Linked DNA regions of Triticum aestivum: region 2 is linked to region 1. A link is a contact called in public Hi-C data. All regions are on one chromosome and are shown on one strand. Each heading gives the region's core, a stretch centred on a gene start, on an enhancer-like site or on the middle of the called end of the contact. The rest is flanking DNA. Distances are from core to core; before and after follow the strand shown. Region 1 has its middle 25 kb from the start of LOC123188118. Region 2 holds the start of LOC123188120 (polyol transporter 5).

What was found. Hi-C and Micro-C count contacts between places; a contact is called where the count stands out from the background.
Region 2: a Hi-C map of leaf shows a contact between it and region 1, with 5 times the contacts expected there. The contact joins the promoter of LOC123188120 here to the enhancer-like site in region 1. A contact is called at or near these places in 1 of 5 Hi-C or Micro-C datasets (leaf) and 1 of 1 datasets of contacts at active chromatin or transcription factors (leaf).

The regions. Positions count from the first base shown.
Region 1 is chr2A:158,767,160-158,772,054 of IWGSC CS RefSeq v2.1, reverse strand. No RefSeq gene overlaps it. Among protein-coding and RNA genes, the nearest start is that of LOC123188118, 25 kb to the right of the region's middle. Within about 2 kb of position 3,539, at least 2 of the 8 cell types and tissues checked have an H3K27ac peak or open chromatin away from gene starts, as enhancers often do. A contact at or near this core is called in leaf, where this site is marked.
Region 2 is chr2A:159,016,102-159,021,632 of IWGSC CS RefSeq v2.1, reverse strand. LOC123188120 (polyol transporter 5) reads right to left here and starts at 4,198. Exons shown (of 2, transcript XM_044600160.1): 1 at 3,983-4,198; 2 at 1,943-3,863. The coding sequence starts at 4,094. The coding sequence ends at 2,428.

The DNA of each region.
Region 1 (4,895 bases), core at 2,290-4,789:
TCCAATGAGGCGTTTGGTTCCCACTCCTGTATCGTTTTCGACTTTTAGTATCGGGAAGCGCTGCTTCTGAAATTTTCTCTTGAATACGCGTTTTGTTTGGTTTGGGCACAAGCGAGTACGGAGCAAAGGGGATTCTGTATCCGGCCGGATCGGTCGTTTTTGCGGATGTGAAGCCCTGTATGAGATAGCGTCGTAACAAAAAAACAGACCGACCGAACCAAACAGCTGCTACTATTTTACAAAAGCGCTGTAATCGGAAGCGGGGGTTTTCCACCCAACCAAACGCGTTGTTAGCTTATCCGGTGTGCCCTGAGAACGAGATATGTGCAGCTCCTATCGGGATTTGTCGGCACAGCGGGTGGTCTTGCTGGACTTGTTTTACCATTGTCGAGGATGTCTTGTAACCGGGATGCCGAGTCTGATCGGGTCTTCCCGCTAGAAGGAATATCCTTCCTTGACCGTGAGAGCTTGTGATGGGCTAAGTTGGGACACCCCTGCAGGGATTTGAACTTTCGAAAGTCGTGCCCGCGGTTATGGGCAGATGGGAATTTGTTAACGTCCGGCTGTAGATAACATGAAACTTAACTTAATTAAAATGAATCAACCGCGTGTGTTACCGTGATGGTCTCTTCTCGGCGGAGTCCGGGAAGTGAACATGGTGTTGGAGTAATGCTTGATGTAGGTTGTTCTAGGATCACTTCTTGATCATAGTTCTTCGTTCGTGCTTTGCCTTCTCTTCTCGCTCTCTTTTGCGAACAGGTTAGCCACCATTATGCTAGTCGCTTGCTGCAGCTCCACATCATACCTTTGCCTTACCTATAAGCTTAAATAGTCTTGATCGCGAGGGTGCGAGATTGCTGAGTCCCCGTGACTCACAAATTACTTCCAAACCAGATGCAGGGACCGATGATACCGTTTCAGACGATGCGCTTGAGCTCAAGTGGGAGTTCGATGAAGACTCTCGTCGTTACTATGTGTCTTTCCCAGATGATCAGTAGTGGTGCCCAGTTGGGGCGATCGGGGACCGTGTCGCATGTGGGGGTTGATCTTTATTTTGGTACCGTAGTCGGACCATGAGTGTATTGGATGATTGTAATGTTATTCATATATTTGGGTGACGTGGCGAGTGTAAGCCAACTATGTATCTTTTCCCCTTTTATATATTTACATGGGTTGTTGTGAAGATTACCTTACTTGCGACATTGCTTTCAATGCGGTTATGCCTCTAAGTCGTGCTTCGACACGTAGGAGATATAGCCGCATCGAGGGCGTTACATATTTCCTTCGTCTTGATCATCTACCGGGTTGTCGGCTAAAGTATGAATAGGAGGAAAGCTCTGGATAGCATGCATATGTTGTATATTTAGCTAGGTGTTCCATTGGAGAGGTTTGACGACCATGATGCATACGTGGCTAACCATGTTGATCTTGTTTGTTACCCTTAGGTGGTTGGAGCCAAAAGCTCTCGCTTCAATAAGCTCGTGGATCCGATCGACGGACTGCTGTGTCACCCTTGCATCTCATCTCAAGCCACTGTGGTGGAGGACATGAAGAGGCTGACGACGGGGATCTAACTCTCCATTGAGATTTAGTTCATTTCTAGAGCTCACCAACCGTTGTGCTCAATGCGGAGCTACAATGCCTATAGAGGTCATCTTCTCTTGGGAGAGGGACCTTGTGTGATCTATGGCTGGTCTCCCTATGTTGTTGTCGCATATTCGGGAACCACTTGGAGCTTCGACATCCGTCGACGCCGACTCTCTTTATTTCCCCGGTCTAGATGCCAAAAGGGTGATAGTGAAGCTTCAAATGCGTCTGGTTCCCCTCACGTGTTGGTTCTATGTAATTTCTTGACTATGTCATTCCTTTTAAACATGTTTCGACCCTGACTTCGGTGAATATTCGTTGAGACATTTGTCAAAGCTAAGAACCTAGCAATTTCAAGGCATTCTTTAAATGTGGCTTGTAGTAAATTTTGAATTTCAATTCAGTTAACACATAAGTAATGCAATTTTAGCGCAACATATAAACAAGTTTGTGATTGTGATGGAGGGAGTAGTATTCGGGTTCTCCAATTTTCGTTTTTCTTTTTCCTCTTTCGCTTGACACGCTTTCATGGTGCATGCATCATTGAAGCATACAAAAGAAGTATTGCCAACTCCTGAAGACCCTTTTTGAGTATATCTAATGAATGATTAGGGAATCATTGAAGTTGTGTAGACTAATTGTCCTTTGTGCCAGCACAATAGTCAACCAAACTGATTTGTAGATTGCCAAATACACATGGAAAGCGCGTACGTTTGGTTTCAAATTCTTCTAGGCCAATCAACGACTGGCTTAGTTGGCTGATTCGTTTTTAAATGGGTGTGCCTAGGTCTCAGTTGGCCGAGACTTACCCAAGTCTTAGTCCAATGACATAACATATAAGAAAGAAAAAGAAAAATAGAAAAAAGATTTTTTTTTCTTTTTTGCGAATAACTGAAAAATATTTTACACGGATCTTAATGTAAGATCTCATAAATATGGCATCGAATGAGACATAATGAAGTCTTAGTTGGCTGAGATTTAGCAAGTCCGAATTTAAAAACCTTAACTAAGGATGCAGATTGGCCTATATATACTCTTATATTTTACGGCTAGGGAGATGCCCTCCTTGTATTAAGGATTTGGTGCCTCTTGATTGTAACCCTATGCATATGAAATAAAACTCTCTTTCTATCGCAAAAAAATATATATATTTTACTACTAGTTGTTCCGGCGTCACGGAAGAACCTGTGGAGATATTCTGTCAGACGAAGGAGCGATGGACGCATCAGCCGTCCTGGGCCGTGCACGTCGACCATGATCTCTCTACAATAACCATTTTAGTTACGTGCCCGATTAATGTAAACGAATTGAGTTAGCGTGCAGATTTGTACTGCCGAATCTTGTGGAAGTCGGCAGGACAGGGTGCAAAGTTTGCAGTATACCACGCAAAGTATGTACTCCCTCCGGTTCAAATTTATTGACGCAACTTTAATACAACTTTAGTATAAATTATAATTTTCTGCTTCATTGATGATAGTTACCGGCCGGGAAGAAGTTAAACCTTGTCGACCGTGAAGTCGTGTCGTGACCAGGGAGGCTCCTCTGCCGTGCGGAAGCGATTGCAAATTTGCACTCACAATTCGTTTTGGACGTATCATCCGATAAGAGCCTTTTTTTAGCCCAAAATAAATGTACAAAATTAAGACTTTATTTCAAAACGGAGGGAGTACCACACTAGCTAGCTGGTCGAAAACATGCAGCGGATCAGATCGGACAGCTATGTATGTACGCACCAGGCACAAATCAGCCAACCGAAACCAGCAAGCAGCTGGCCATAAGCTACAAGCAGCAGGCAGGCACAAATATATGCAGGAGCTGCCCATCCATGGCTAGAAGGTCGGCATCACGCCCGTAGACTTTGTCCTCGTTGGCTCGCTAGGATGGAACGTCGCCCTCGGCGCGGTCTCATCCCGATTCCATCGCGTGGCCGCGGTCCCTCCAGCAACCTCACGGTGCAGGCTGCAGATCTCAGGCCACCTCGGAGTCAAACCAATGGCCCGGGTCTCTCTCCATCCAGCGAGAGCCGCGCTCGGTGAGCCTCATTTCTCTTCCCTTCCGGGATTTCAGAGACTTTGACCCGGGCGCATCACGCGCGACGACTCACGGCGCCGAGGCACGCAAGAGGGCGCCAGGCCGCCTTCGCTGTCGCCGCGCTGCGGCGTCCATCTCTTTGACCACTCCGAATTATGGCGATCCGGTTGGGGATCTGTTCATGAGCTGGTCGTCCCTCGACCTGCCGCCCATACCTTTGCCAGTTTAAGCGAGGTGAACTGTAGTAGTACGTGCGAGTGGCCTGTGGTTCAGGTCTACCATCCAGCGCCGTGTGCTCTGACCGTTGGACTGCGGGTTCGACGAGGCTGCCCTGCCGCGAGTGGGCTCGACGTGGCGCCCCGTCGGTACGATTTATACACAAAGACAATACAACGCGCCGCACGTTTGCGGCTAAGTGAATTTAATATGGTCGATGATTAGGATCACGATAAGTGAAGTTGCAAGTCCATGCATGGGCAGCTGGGCTGTCTGTCTGTGCGGTTCGTCACACCTCACCGTGACGACGAGTTTGTGTACCATGTGGAAATTTCCACGTATGAAAAAGACCCACTACGTTACGAATGGCGGCACTGCGTGTCTGCATGATCTTTACAGCACACATGAAAAGGTGCATCAACTTCATATACATTGAGCCCGCAAAAAAGATCATATATACCGGTAGCTGCTTTTCACGTGCACAATAGTTTCCGTTTCTTTTTCGAGGCTGAAGTTTCTCCCTGACTAAGGCACGTTAGAATTTTCTTCTACTTGGCTCTTTCTGAACACTTCATTTTCACGCAGTCTACCAGTGCAAGAGAGTCAACAGGTCAACTGTAAGAGTGTTTGGAACGTGTGGATGGATTGCGAGTGCAACCGGTGTGGATATGAATGGAACACCAGCGTGGCAACATCGCCGGCCGGCTAGTCGGCCACGGGAGATCGAGGGAGATTATTGTACGCTGTGCTACAATCTACAGTACAAGTCAGTGCGCCAACGTTTCTTCTTGCTTTGCTTGGAGCCTGTGTAGTGTGTGCGAGCCGCACCCGCACGCACGGTAAGTCCGACAAGGCCTCACTCAATTACGTAACCGCGACAGCGTCATTTTCTATGCTGTTTTCACCTCTTTCTGCGTGGTCCTTTTCTGGGTACCCCTTTCTGAACTGAAGGAAACACTAAACTTAAATTCAGCTGCGGACAAATGTGTCCATGTTGATGTAAACCGGCACGAGTCTAGTGGCCGGAGCCACCGTGGAAAATTGAGGTGCGGGAGAAAGAA
Region 2 (5,531 bases), core at 2,949-5,448, 250 kb before region 1:
TGTTGCAGAATAAAACGAAAGAAGATGTCAAAGTCGTTGCGCCAAATGCCAGCCAACTGTTTTCTTTGATTGACAAACGTACTACCAAGATCCAAAGAGAGCCAATAGATCTAGCAACACCTACCCTCATAGGCCCTATCTCTATGTCGGTTTAGACGTTGTCGAGGTAGGGGGGGGGGCTGAAAATAACTTATTTCAACGCGCCATCGCGTTTTACTACCTCACTGATGCCGCGGAGAACTAAATAAAGACCTACCAGAACTAAGAAAAATGAACGGGGCAGGTCCCACTCCTCTCACAGTGGACAATGCACAACCATCAGGAGATTGAGCCGGCGGCATGGAAAAGCCTTGGGGGTCGGCTAGGCTTGGGAAGATAAATTTGCTTGAATGGGCTAGCCTTTTCATTGCTATAGTGAACTCGTTCGGGCCTTCCACATGATCAACAAAAAGTGAACATTCTGTAACCACATGATATATTATTTGTGGCATTATGTGGCAAATTGCCGCTTTTTTGCACAGGGTTAGCGACTGACTGAACAACATTAGACCGGCCCATTGGTAGATACACAATGTACCACAAGAACCGGTTTTGGGAAGGTTCGTGGCCATCTTGGGAATCTTCTAAAAGGTTCCTCAACTGATTTCCTTTTTTTCTGTGTTTTCTTTTATTGGCTTTCCGAGTTTCTTTATTTTTTTGTTTTTCATGATTTAGGTTTCTTTTCAAATTCACAATTTTAAAAAAATGTTTGGGACTCTACAAAAAATATCCATAATTTAAAAATGTTCCCAATTTCAAATTGTTAGCTAATTTGAAAAAATATTTGTATTTTCAAAAGGTGTTCACAAAATTTTAAAATGGTTGTGTTTTGAAAAATGGCCATGTTTTCAAACAATCTTCGTGGAATTTCAAAATATGTTACCTTCCAAAAAAAATCACGGCTTCAAAGAATTTCGATTTTTCAAAAAAAAACAGACATTTGAAAATTGTTCCAAATTCAAAAAAATGAGTTTTCGGAAAACCATGTTTCCAAAAAAATACAAATACAAAATATGTTTGAATTTCAGAAATTGTTTGGAATTTCAAAAAAAAAATCCCGCTTCCGTAATTTGTTCACAAATTCAAAAAATGTTCCTAGTTTTTTAAATGGTAAATTTCAAAAAATGTTCTTGTTTCTGAAATTCTTCAGTATTTCAAAAAATGTTCACGTTATCAAAAAGTTCTGAAAATTAAACATTTTTGCGTTTTCGTAAAATGTTCCATTTTCAAAAAACTGTTAGAAATCAAAAGAAGACAAAACACAGGTTCGCTACATGGTCACTACAGTGCCGTCTCGCTACGATGCGTCTGCATGCGCTGCTGGCTGCAGACCTGCAGTGGGTCGGCCCGCGAAGCTTGTCTTTTGGGCGCGACGAGCGTCCAATAGGTAGGTGCTCCCCGTAACTAACCCTCAAAGAAAAAAAGGTGCTCCCCGTAACTACTTCCCTTAACACAATAAATCCATCACCAATTAGAAAAAAAAAACATAAATCCATCACAGCTATCGAAAACGAAGCCCGTGCATCATCACATGGCAGTGTCAAATATGACCAAACAAACTGCGTAAATTATCGTTGCACATGCATCGCCGCGAACATGCAAAAACTTAAAAAATATCAGATAATCTACTATAATCACTGTGCTGCACACTAGGCCTGTTTTGACTAGCTGGATACGCACGCTCAACCGGTCGAGCGCTATACCAGTAAAAAACTTGGCACAAGACCAGCTGGTTGCTTACGTTTGTTTCAAGATTTCAAGATTCCGATTCCCGTGATCAAGCCGATCAACTTCAATATTCGCTGCGGTGGCCAACCGCTACCGTTTTGTAACGAGGACACATGAATATATGCATAATGTAACCATGGCGTGCTGCCTGAAAGTACGTATGTACACCCACGTCTTTACAATACACATACTGATAGTTTTTTCTTACACATTTTCCGTGGCTCGCCTGACTCACTCGATCGGCAGGTAGATTCCTCGAACCACCGCCAGTTTTTCTCTCCTAACCAAAGCTCGCGTGCACTTGACCCATGCAGCGCGAGTACGAGACAAACGCCACGGAAGTAGCTAGGGCACACCTCTACAGTCTACTACAGTAGTCTAGTCCGGCGGCGATTAGCCTTGGCATTGGCACTGTCGGATTGCTCACAGCCTGCTACCCGGACAAAACGAGCCAAATCGCGAAAAATTAAACTTATAGCACATTTAAGAAGCCATTAACGTCTCGATCGAGCTGGAGCTTGCCGTCGCTCTCCGGCAGCACCGGCCGGATCAGCGAATCTTCCCACGCTACTTCGTCATCTATGTGGCAGTGTGGCAGCTAGCTAGCCGAGACGGACGGATACAGCGCAAGTCTTCGCATCGCGATCTGCCAACTTGCGTTCAGTTGGTGGCGGCCATTTCCACCTTCTTCTCCTTCCCGGCGTCGTCGTCGGCATCCGCGGCGCCCTGCTTGTGCGTGGCCGTGTGGCCGAACAGCGAGCTCATGTCCTCCAGCGTGCGGCCGCGGGTCTCCGGCAGGTAGGCGAAGAAGAACACCCAGGCGAACGAGGCGATGCCGGCGAAGAGGAAGAAGGCGCCGCCGATGGTCATGGCCTTGGACAGCGAAATGAAGGTCATGGAGATCACGCCGCTGGTCAGGCGGTTGACGGCCACGCCGAGGGAGCAGCCCAGCGCGCGCACGTGCAGCGGGAAGATCTCCGAGCTGTACACCCAAGTGATGGGGCCGAGGCCGATGGAGAAGAAGGCCACGTAGGCCATGATGCAGAAGATGCACAGGACGATGGCCCAGGTGATCTTCTCGTCCGGGTGGCGGCTGATGACGGTGAGCCCCGTCGCGAGGCCCACTAGGGAGACGATCACGCCGCCCGTGCTGCTCAGCAGAAGCGGCCGCCGGCCGATGCGGTCGAGGAGGAAGGTGGCCACCAGGATGAAGACTGTCTTGGTGGCCCCGACGGCCACGGTGGTGCCGAGGAGGCGGTTGTCGCCCGTGATGCCGGCGCTCTTGAAAACTCGCGGGCTGTAGAGCACGACGGCGTCGATGCCCGAAGACTGCTGGAAGAAGTGGATGCCGATTCCCGCGATGAGGATGTGGCGCATGGCTTTGGTCGGGGAAAGGATGAGGTCCTTCCACACGCGCTTCTCCTCGCTGCTTCCTTTGTTTTTGGGCACGGCGACCACGTCGCCGTCGAGGTCCAGAGGGATGCCGGCGGCAGTCTTGATGTCGGCGAGGCGCTCAGCGGCCTCCTCGGGCGTGTCGGAAGTCTTGGCAAGAACAACCTTGGCGTCCGCGAGACGGCCCTTCATGACGAGCCACCGGGGAGACTCGGGCATGCCGAGCACCATGAACGCGAGCAGGACGGACGGCACCGCGCCTATGCCGAGCATGATGCGCCAGCCGAGGTGGAGGGAGAGGCGGGCGAAGGCGAAGTTAGAGACATATCCGAGCAGGATGCCGAAGTTGATGAACACCTCCGGGAAGGAGGTGAGGAAGCCACGGGCAGACGCGGGGGACACCTCGGCCGTGTACACGGGCGCGATCATAAGAGCGTACCCCACGCCGATGCCGGCCACGAAGCGGCCGAACATGAGCATGGCGTAGTTGACGGAGAAGCCCATGATGAGGGCTCCCGCGAAGAAGATGACGGCGGCGAAGACGATGGTGAAGCGCCGGCCGATCCAGTCGGACGTCCGCCCCGCCGCGAAGGAGCCAATGAGCGAGTACACGTTGAGGATGCCCATGAGGACCTCCAGCTGGGTGTCGTTGATCTTCAGGTCCTTCTGGATGTACAGCGACGCTCCACTCATCACGCCGATGTCTGCAGACCCAAACAAACCGTGATCAGCCCATGCAAAGCACGTACGTACGTACCTACCATATGCAACAGATCCAGCCAAATGGTCTGTGCGCAAGAACTTTAGGGCGAGCTAGACGTACCGTAGCCGAGGAGGATGGAGGTCATGGAGGCGAGGATGGCGCAGGCGAAGGCGAACCTCACGTTGCCCTTCTTCTTGGGCTCGACGGCCGCCGGGAGCGCGGCGCGGTCCATCGTCGACGACGCCCCTCTGCTCGCTGCCTGAGGATTATGCCGACGAGGTCCTCCTTGTGTATAGTTTAGTGGTGCTCGAGAGCTGGTTTCTATGTGCCAGTGGAGTGTTGCGTTGCCGGGGAGGGACGCATTTATAGACACAACACACAAGTTGGGGGCTTCAGCTCAGCTCAGAGCCAAAGACACAAGGGCAGAAGGTGGAATAGTATACGTAGGCGTGGGCCCGCATCGCGGTAACTGGCATGTGGGCCCACAGCATGACCAAGCGTGCCGTTGAATAATCATTCAGCGGTCACCGGGTGGTGTAGCTATCTCCTCTCTTGCAAAATACGCACGTCTCGCCTTGCTGCCACAGTCCCATAGGCGATGCCAGATTAATCTGCCGCACGACCACTTGGGTCTTCGCCTCGTTGGACCGGCGCTCCTGGAGTTGTTGGACGTGGTTATCACCGGATCACCTCCCGGCGCCGATATGGCTGAAATGCTGCATCGTCTCTTTTCTGACGGTCTGAATTTGGTACAAGTAATAATAAAAAATGGGATTAAGATGCATGTGGGGTGGATCAGTCGTCAATTTGCGTGATTTTATCCACCCAAAAGGAAAAGGAGAAGAAATATCTGCGTTCTTTCTCACTAGGGCAGCAGCATCCCCTTTGGATTAGGGCAAATAGAAGGGGAGAAGGCCTCCCTCGAAAGCGAACCGTACAAAGACTTGTAGCGCCACTTTCACCACTCATGCATGCTTGCATTTCATACGCAGTATTGCTGTCCTTTGAGTTTCGAGCATTAGACATGTGCTCCCTTCGATTCCAAAATGATTTAAGTCTTAGGTTTGTCCTAAGTCAAATGTACTTATGTTTGCTCAATACTTCGATAGGATTGCAAACGCTTTTACATAAGCTTCCTAGAAACCCGGCTCAATTTTCAGGGGGGCGGGGCCCCTTCCTCCTTCTTCTTCAATCACAATAATCCATCTGGCAGTGTACGTAAAGCAGGTAGCTTTGTTTACGTAGATGTAGCATTGCCCCTATCACACAATATAAGATCGTTCTTCAAGCTAACAATAGTTTCAAAAACAATCTTACATTGTGAGATGAGGGAGTATACGCCAAGATCTACAACATTAAATGTGTATAGTATGAAAATATATTTCATAAATAATCTCACGTGACTAATTTGATGTTTACTAGTAAATGCGCACGTGCAATGCACGTTGATATTTAGGCAATATATTAATTGCACGCGGATATTAGGTATGCTATTATTTGTGTGTTAATTCTATGATTAGTGCAATATTTGGTATGATATTAATTGCACGTTAAACACGTTGAACGCTCGTCATTGGAGTAATCTAGGTCGTTGGATTGACTTAGATGATGATCGAGATTAGTTGGATCTGCCCCTTTGGGTCTTTTTATATTGACTATTAATAATGTA